Linked DNA regions of Lactuca sativa: region 2 is linked to region 1. The links are chromatin contacts, called in public Hi-C maps. All regions are on one chromosome and are shown on one strand. Each heading gives the region's core, a stretch centred on a gene start, on an enhancer-like site or on the middle of the called end of the contact. The rest is flanking DNA. Distances are from core to core; before and after follow the strand shown. Region 1 holds the start of LOC111913970. Region 2 holds the start of LOC111913953.

Region 1 (3,367 bases), core at 135-2,634:
ACTAAGTCTCCATCAAACCAATTTCATGAGTGATATTTTAATAAAAAGTTGAAGAAAAGTAAAGAAATTATTTTGAAATAATAATACGTTACCTTGTCTATAGCCATGGTTGGGATGTCTAATACACCAAAGCAACAAAATTCGTCTCAATACCCCTTGGCATCCAGGAGTCTGAAAGTAGCTACCATGTTCAGGATACAATCGTGACAAATCTTGATCCACCATTTTCTCTATCTCGGCTTTTTGAAAAAAGCGACCCCACATGCTATCTGCGTAAACGTAATATGTTCTTCATTTGTAAAGATGTAAGCGGGATGATGAATATGATTGACTTTAAGCAAGAAAATTACCTGGGTCTTGCGATAATGGATTGTCCATAACAAGATCGGGAATATTGCTTCCATCTTTAGGAAGAGGATCGATTAGGTGCCTCCTTCTTAAAGTAGCGTAGCTGGAAAATAAATGAATTAAAATGTTAACTCTTGATTACGAACGAAAAGGGGAAGTTTTTAGAGATTGTAAGTAGATTGGATCGAAGCAGCCATGTTTGACCAGATGTTGATATGAAGTTATGAATCATGATTACTTGATTAGATGCAGAGATTGACAAACATATGAACATACTAATATATACCTTCTACGGGAATTTGCAGTAACACGACGAACTTCATCGATGGAGGATGAAGAGGGCAAAACCCCCAAATCAGTACGCCACTGAACCCCTCTCAAGTCCCAAAAGCGGCGATTATTATCCAAATCACCTCTCTCCGGTGACGACTCGGGGGTTTCTGAAGATTCCGGTAATGTATTGGTTGTCGGCTCGGCAAGGGCCGCCGGTGACATAATTTGGATTGACCGAAAATTCAGAAAATGCTAAAAACCCAATCAAAATCCACAACCCCAATTCGCTAAATTTTATAGAAATTGATCTTTGGATGAGCAAAAACAAAGTATTGAGCTGCTAATTCGTCTTGTACGTGTAAATATGTTTAAAGAAATACAGAATATTTATGTAACCAAGAACCAAATCAGGGAATCTGTGAATGAGGAGAGAGAAATTTGTGCAAAACTGCGGATTTACACAGGAATAGTTACTTCCCTGTCAGAATCGTTAGGGTTTGGGGAAATTTGTTTACAGAGTAAGATAGATCTTATCAAATACAAAATTCGAGAGACGAAAACCACACCCAAACTTATGAAAGTTACACACAGATCTTCAAGGAGCTATCCAACAACACAATTATGGGTTGTTTTGATTGGGTTACTGCAACAAAAGAGGGGGATTGATGTGGAAGAAAGCGTGAGCTGAATGAGACTTGAAGAAGAATGATTCGCATAATTTTGTGAAATTTGTTTGCTTTTTCCAAGAAAAACAAAAAGGTAGTGGGCAGTCTTTGTCAAAGCATGTAGAATTATGGTTTCGTCTACCACAAGATCAAACAAAACAAAATTGATAACTTTTTTTATATAAATTAATGCTTTATTGGTTAATAATGTATATTTAAAGGAATATTATAATTACTTTCATTAATATAAGTTATAAATATATGAAATGATAATCAAACGAAAGTTAAACGAAAAATTAAAACGAAAAGTTGACGTGTGAGTTTGACATTGTTTTTTTAAATAAATTTGATTCATATCAGAAATTTCTTTCTTCGGGATATAACAAAAGGTTCTTTCAAGAACAACAAAATCAACAAGGTTTGGATATTTAAATACAAGATCATAACCAATATTGTATCTAATATCATTCATAATTACGAATCGTAACCGATAATTAAAAATTAATTTTCGACTATACAGCCATTCAACCCATCAATTTTGACGACTACTTTCCCATTTATCTATTTTTCGTTTTAAATGTAATACCTCAGCATCATAGAGAAGAACTCAAATATGCAAACATAATTTCATTTCAAATAAAGAAGAATCGAAATGAGAAAAACTCAGTTTTTCTAAATTGGAAAACACTGATTTCTATAATAATAAACTTATTTGACTTTTTATTATATTTGCATGTCCTATAAAATAAAATAATTTAATTATTAATTATTATATTGATAAATATATGTTACTAAAATTAATTATATAATTATTATTAATTTTGGAATAATAAATCTTATATCAAGTTGCTATAAAATATATTATAATTATTTTAAAAGTATTGTTATGTGTGGATACATATTATAACCATATCATCGATAGTTTTTTATGAATGAAAAAAATTGATTTTAGTTATTTTAACTGTTATTATGATCAATAGTCTTAAATACACATCTTTTAAAATTATGTTATTTCTGTAGATTTATATGAATAAATTAAAAAAATCCGGATCTTTTGATTTTCGATTTCGATCGTCATTCTGATATTCGACATGCAAGTCCGATCTCCGTCACACAACTACGACATGAAAGAAGAGCATTACGACCCCATTATTTTAGGGGTACGTTCTTCGTTTTCTCTTTACATAGTTTTCTTATTCGTTTAAGGTGCCTATTTCTTCTACTGTTACTGTTCCAGAATTCGTAGAACACCTCCGGAATGAATGGAAAACGTTTCGGTTTAAATTAAAGATGTCATTGTTGTAGGACCAATTGAAAAGTAGTTTAGATGTTTAGATATTGTTGATTTACATCGGAATGTAGTGTTCTGGATCTTAAAAGTTCATTCTGGAAGCCTTCGGAACGTGAGGAACTGTTTCAGATCACAATGAACTCATCCGGAACATGAGGAAGAGGTCCAGAACTGCTCTGGAACTGGTCTGGAATATTGGTCATTTCCGTTTTGGAATGAAGTGATAACACCTTTTTTATTTGTGCAACACAACATGGTTTTTATACATCTATTACACTCTCGTGTAAACCCAAAATCGGCGGGCAAATTCTCGCGGCATTCAGAGACAGACTCGAATGCGAGACTATGTTCCAGAATATATGTTTTGGAAGATGGTTAGACATTCCTAATATAGATGATGATCCTTTGCTTCTACATTACATCTTTTGTCACGAAGTTGTCACCAACCCCCAAAGCCAAGTAGAGGAAATGGTTTTTGAGATTGAGGGTTACGAGCTATCTTTCGGGAAAAAAGAATTTTGTCTCATCACCGGCTTCTGATTTGGTGACTATTTTCCTGCTTCTGTATCCGACGCCGCCTTCAGTTCTCGTGCCTTTCCTATGGTCCCGAAGAATGTCTCGGTCAAATTAGACGATGTTATTAATGTGTTTAAACATTCACTTAATGAGTTATCACATTAGGATGTAGTCCGTTTATGTCTTTTATGATGGGTTTTATAGATAACAAAAATCAGTTTTTTGGCAGAAAACATAAAACCTGAAGTTCGCATACACCCTAAGGATCTAAGTT
Region 2 (3,269 bases), core at 55-2,554, 200 kb after region 1:
GCTTTGTTTCAAAGTTACATCAAAAATATATTTTGTAATACAATATATGTTGGATTTCGGACAAAAAAAAACAAATATTTTGAAATTTCAAGAACATATCTAAAATCCGAAAATTTAAAAGCATGTTTTGATTTTTATTAAATTTCAACGAAAATTTAAAGAAATGTAACAAAAAAAGGTAGTAAAATACAATATAATGACATAAACGGTGCAACCAAGAAGTTCAAATATATATATATATACACATATATATATATATATATATATATATATATATATATATATATATATATATATATATATATATATATATATATATATATATATATATATATATATATATATGAATGATCATTTGAGAATCTATAGTTTCCCGAGAACCCGAGAACCAAATAAGCACAGTTAGATCAAAATAATAGAAGGTCAAGATGATTTATGACATTTTTGTAAATAAATGGAAAAATTAAACACGGTGGTATGGTGCTGAAATTAATCGAAAGGCATTTATGGTACTAAATTCATATCATCATCTCCACTAAATCAATCGATGTCATCTTTCTCCCTAATTCTTCAATCGTCTGATCATCCTTATTTCTCTCACACACACATACACACATCTTCATTCTTCACTCCTCGCCGTCAGACTCTGTCATTTAACTTCGTAGTTGATTCATCGATTACCGGATCCGCCTCCTCAATTGACCCCCTGCGAAGTTGAAATCGGAACAAAGCCATCGATTGCGACGATTGAGACGATGTCTAACCCGATTACGTGAAAAATGAATTGAAAGCATACACAAAGCAGATTCTCGATTTGAATCTTGCAGATGTTAATTTGAGGAACGGACGGTTGCCTTTATTAATTGACATCAGATTGTCGTCGACGTTGCCTCCACCACCATACCATCGCCACGGCCGCCACTTCTCTTTAATTCAATTTGCAATACACTACGATACAGGTATTTGTACACATTTATCAATATTTACTTACACATGTATACATAATATCATACATACTACAATTTCCCCATTTTTGTATTCCGCCTTATTACTGGATGTCTGTTTTTGATCAAACAATTCACCTGTTACGAACCGATAACTCGCCGTTCTAGTCTATACATACGTTTCACTATTTTGTTATGAGTACGGAATGTGCACATAACATGTTTGATGAATTGCCACTCAATCAAAATCTTGGCTAGTTCATTTATATCTAGAATGAAATCATTCCAGTAGAACACACACACATTTGAGAACTGTATCCTGTGTATTTTTCAGAGTATTAGCTACAAAGGGTGGTAGATATGGAATTCTGCCCGACTTATGGGATGTTGTTGAAGTATGAGTTGCCAAATTTGCATCTTCCTGCTAGATTTTTCTGCCCCACATGTCCATATGTTGGCCAAATAGAGCAGAAGGTAATAAATTTATCAATTTATCATACTCAATCATGCAATATTGCAACACATTTTTTTCCTTTTCCTTATTGTTAAATGCATCTTTTTCTTCCCTTTTATAGGTCGGATCAAAAGAAAGCAATGTTTGGTTAAAAAGGAGATTGACCCCATCATCACCCAAGATGACATGAAGAATGCACCAAAAATAGATCAAGGTATTTATATGCTTCACAATTTGAATAAATTGGTGCACTTTTTCTTTTTGCAACTTTAATTTATGATGTTCTTTGTCTCTTGTAGCCCGGATTGTGGTCACAACAAGGTTGCATACATCAAGTTTCAAACAAAGCCAGCTAATGAACCCCTGACAATAAACTTCACCTGTGAGAAATGTGGGAAATGTTGGCGTGAGGACTAAAATTCAAACCAAGGGAAACCTGCATTTTTTTGCCTCAAATATTGAATCAAAGTGTTTCTATTATACTTTTGGTACTAATGAAATAAAGGTATGATTTTGTTTATCTGTTTTACCTTTTTGCTAACAAACATGAATCTACAAATGCTACTAAAATTCAGAATTCAGCTTCATGGTTCAAAAGATGAGGAAAAAAAGGTCCATTTATCAGATATTGTGATTTACATGTGAATCACTTGTGATTTACATGTGAATCACTTGTGACACATGTGAATCATTTGTAATTTACATGTGAATCACATGTAATTCACATGTAAATCATCTTAATTATTTATTCTTTCTAACCAAATAGTTTATTTTAACTCCTAATATATTGAGCTTCATGAATCACTTGTGATTACATGTGAAACACTTGTGATTTACATGTGAATCACTTGTGATTCACATGTGAATCACTTGTGACACATGTGAATCATTTGTGATTTACATGTGAATCACATGTAAATTATCTTAACTATTTAGTTTTTCTAACCATATAGTTTATTTTAATTTGTTTCATTTTAGCAATATATCACAAGTGAATCACATATGAATTACATGCGATTCACATATAAATCACAAGTGAATCACATGTAATTCACAAGTGATTCACATATGAATTACATGTGATTCACATGTAATTCACATGTAAATCACAAGTGACTCACATATGAGTTACATATAATTCATAGGTAATTTACATAAAAATCACATGAAATTCACAAGTGATTCACATATGAATTACATTTGATTCACATGTAAATCACAAGCGAATCACATGTAAATTTCATATGAATTACATGAGATTCACATATAAATCACAAGTGAATCACATATGAATTACGTCTATATGCACACATATATTTTTGTGAGCTTCTTGCATTAATTAGTTTTTAAAAAAATTTCTTGTAGCTTTGGAAGAGTTTGGAGAAAATATTGAAGAGGTGAAAATGATAAATTAAAGAAAATATGGAAATATTGACACGGAGACATGAAAACACTTCGAAATTTTGTAGTATTTTTTATTTTTTTAATATTTTATTTTGTATCAAATAAAATACATGTACTATGGTGTTTATAGATTATTAAATAAAAAATGGATTTTTTATATGATTACTTACGAATACTATAGTATAAGAAAGATACATATATGTACTTGAAAAATATGCATATATGCAATTAAAATGTTGATTTTTTTTTGCTAAAAAAATAGAGTTTTTTTTTTAATATTCTAGTTTTTTTTTAATTTATTGATTTTTAAAAGTTACTTTAAAAAATGCAGTTTTTTTTTAAAAAAATTGCAGATTTTTTTAAAAAAAATGCAGCTTTTTTGAAATAAAATGAAGTTTTTTTATAAAAAAATGCAGTTTTTTTATAAAAAAATGCAGCTCTTTTATAAAAAAAAATGCAGTTTATTT

Evidence for each region. Hi-C and Micro-C count contacts between places; a contact is called where the count stands out from the background.
Region 2: a contact with region 1 is called in a Hi-C map of leaf, with 6 times the contacts expected there. The contact joins the promoter of LOC111913953 here to the promoter of LOC111913970 in region 1. A contact is called at or near these places in 2 of 4 Hi-C or Micro-C datasets (leaf and seed).

The regions. Positions count from the first base shown.
Region 1 is chr7:82,557,416-82,560,782 of Lsat_Salinas_v11, forward strand. It overlaps LOC111913970, which reads right to left and starts at 1,385. Exons shown (of 5, transcript XM_023909693.3): 1 at 635-1,385; 2 at 351-451; 3 at 93-269. The coding sequence starts at 843.
Region 2 is chr7:82,761,614-82,764,882 of Lsat_Salinas_v11, forward strand. It overlaps LOC111913953, which reads left to right and starts at 1,305. Exons shown (of 3, transcript XM_023909667.1): 1 at 1,305-1,418; 2 at 1,520-1,545; 3 at 1,698-1,815. The coding sequence starts at 1,305. The coding sequence ends at 1,815.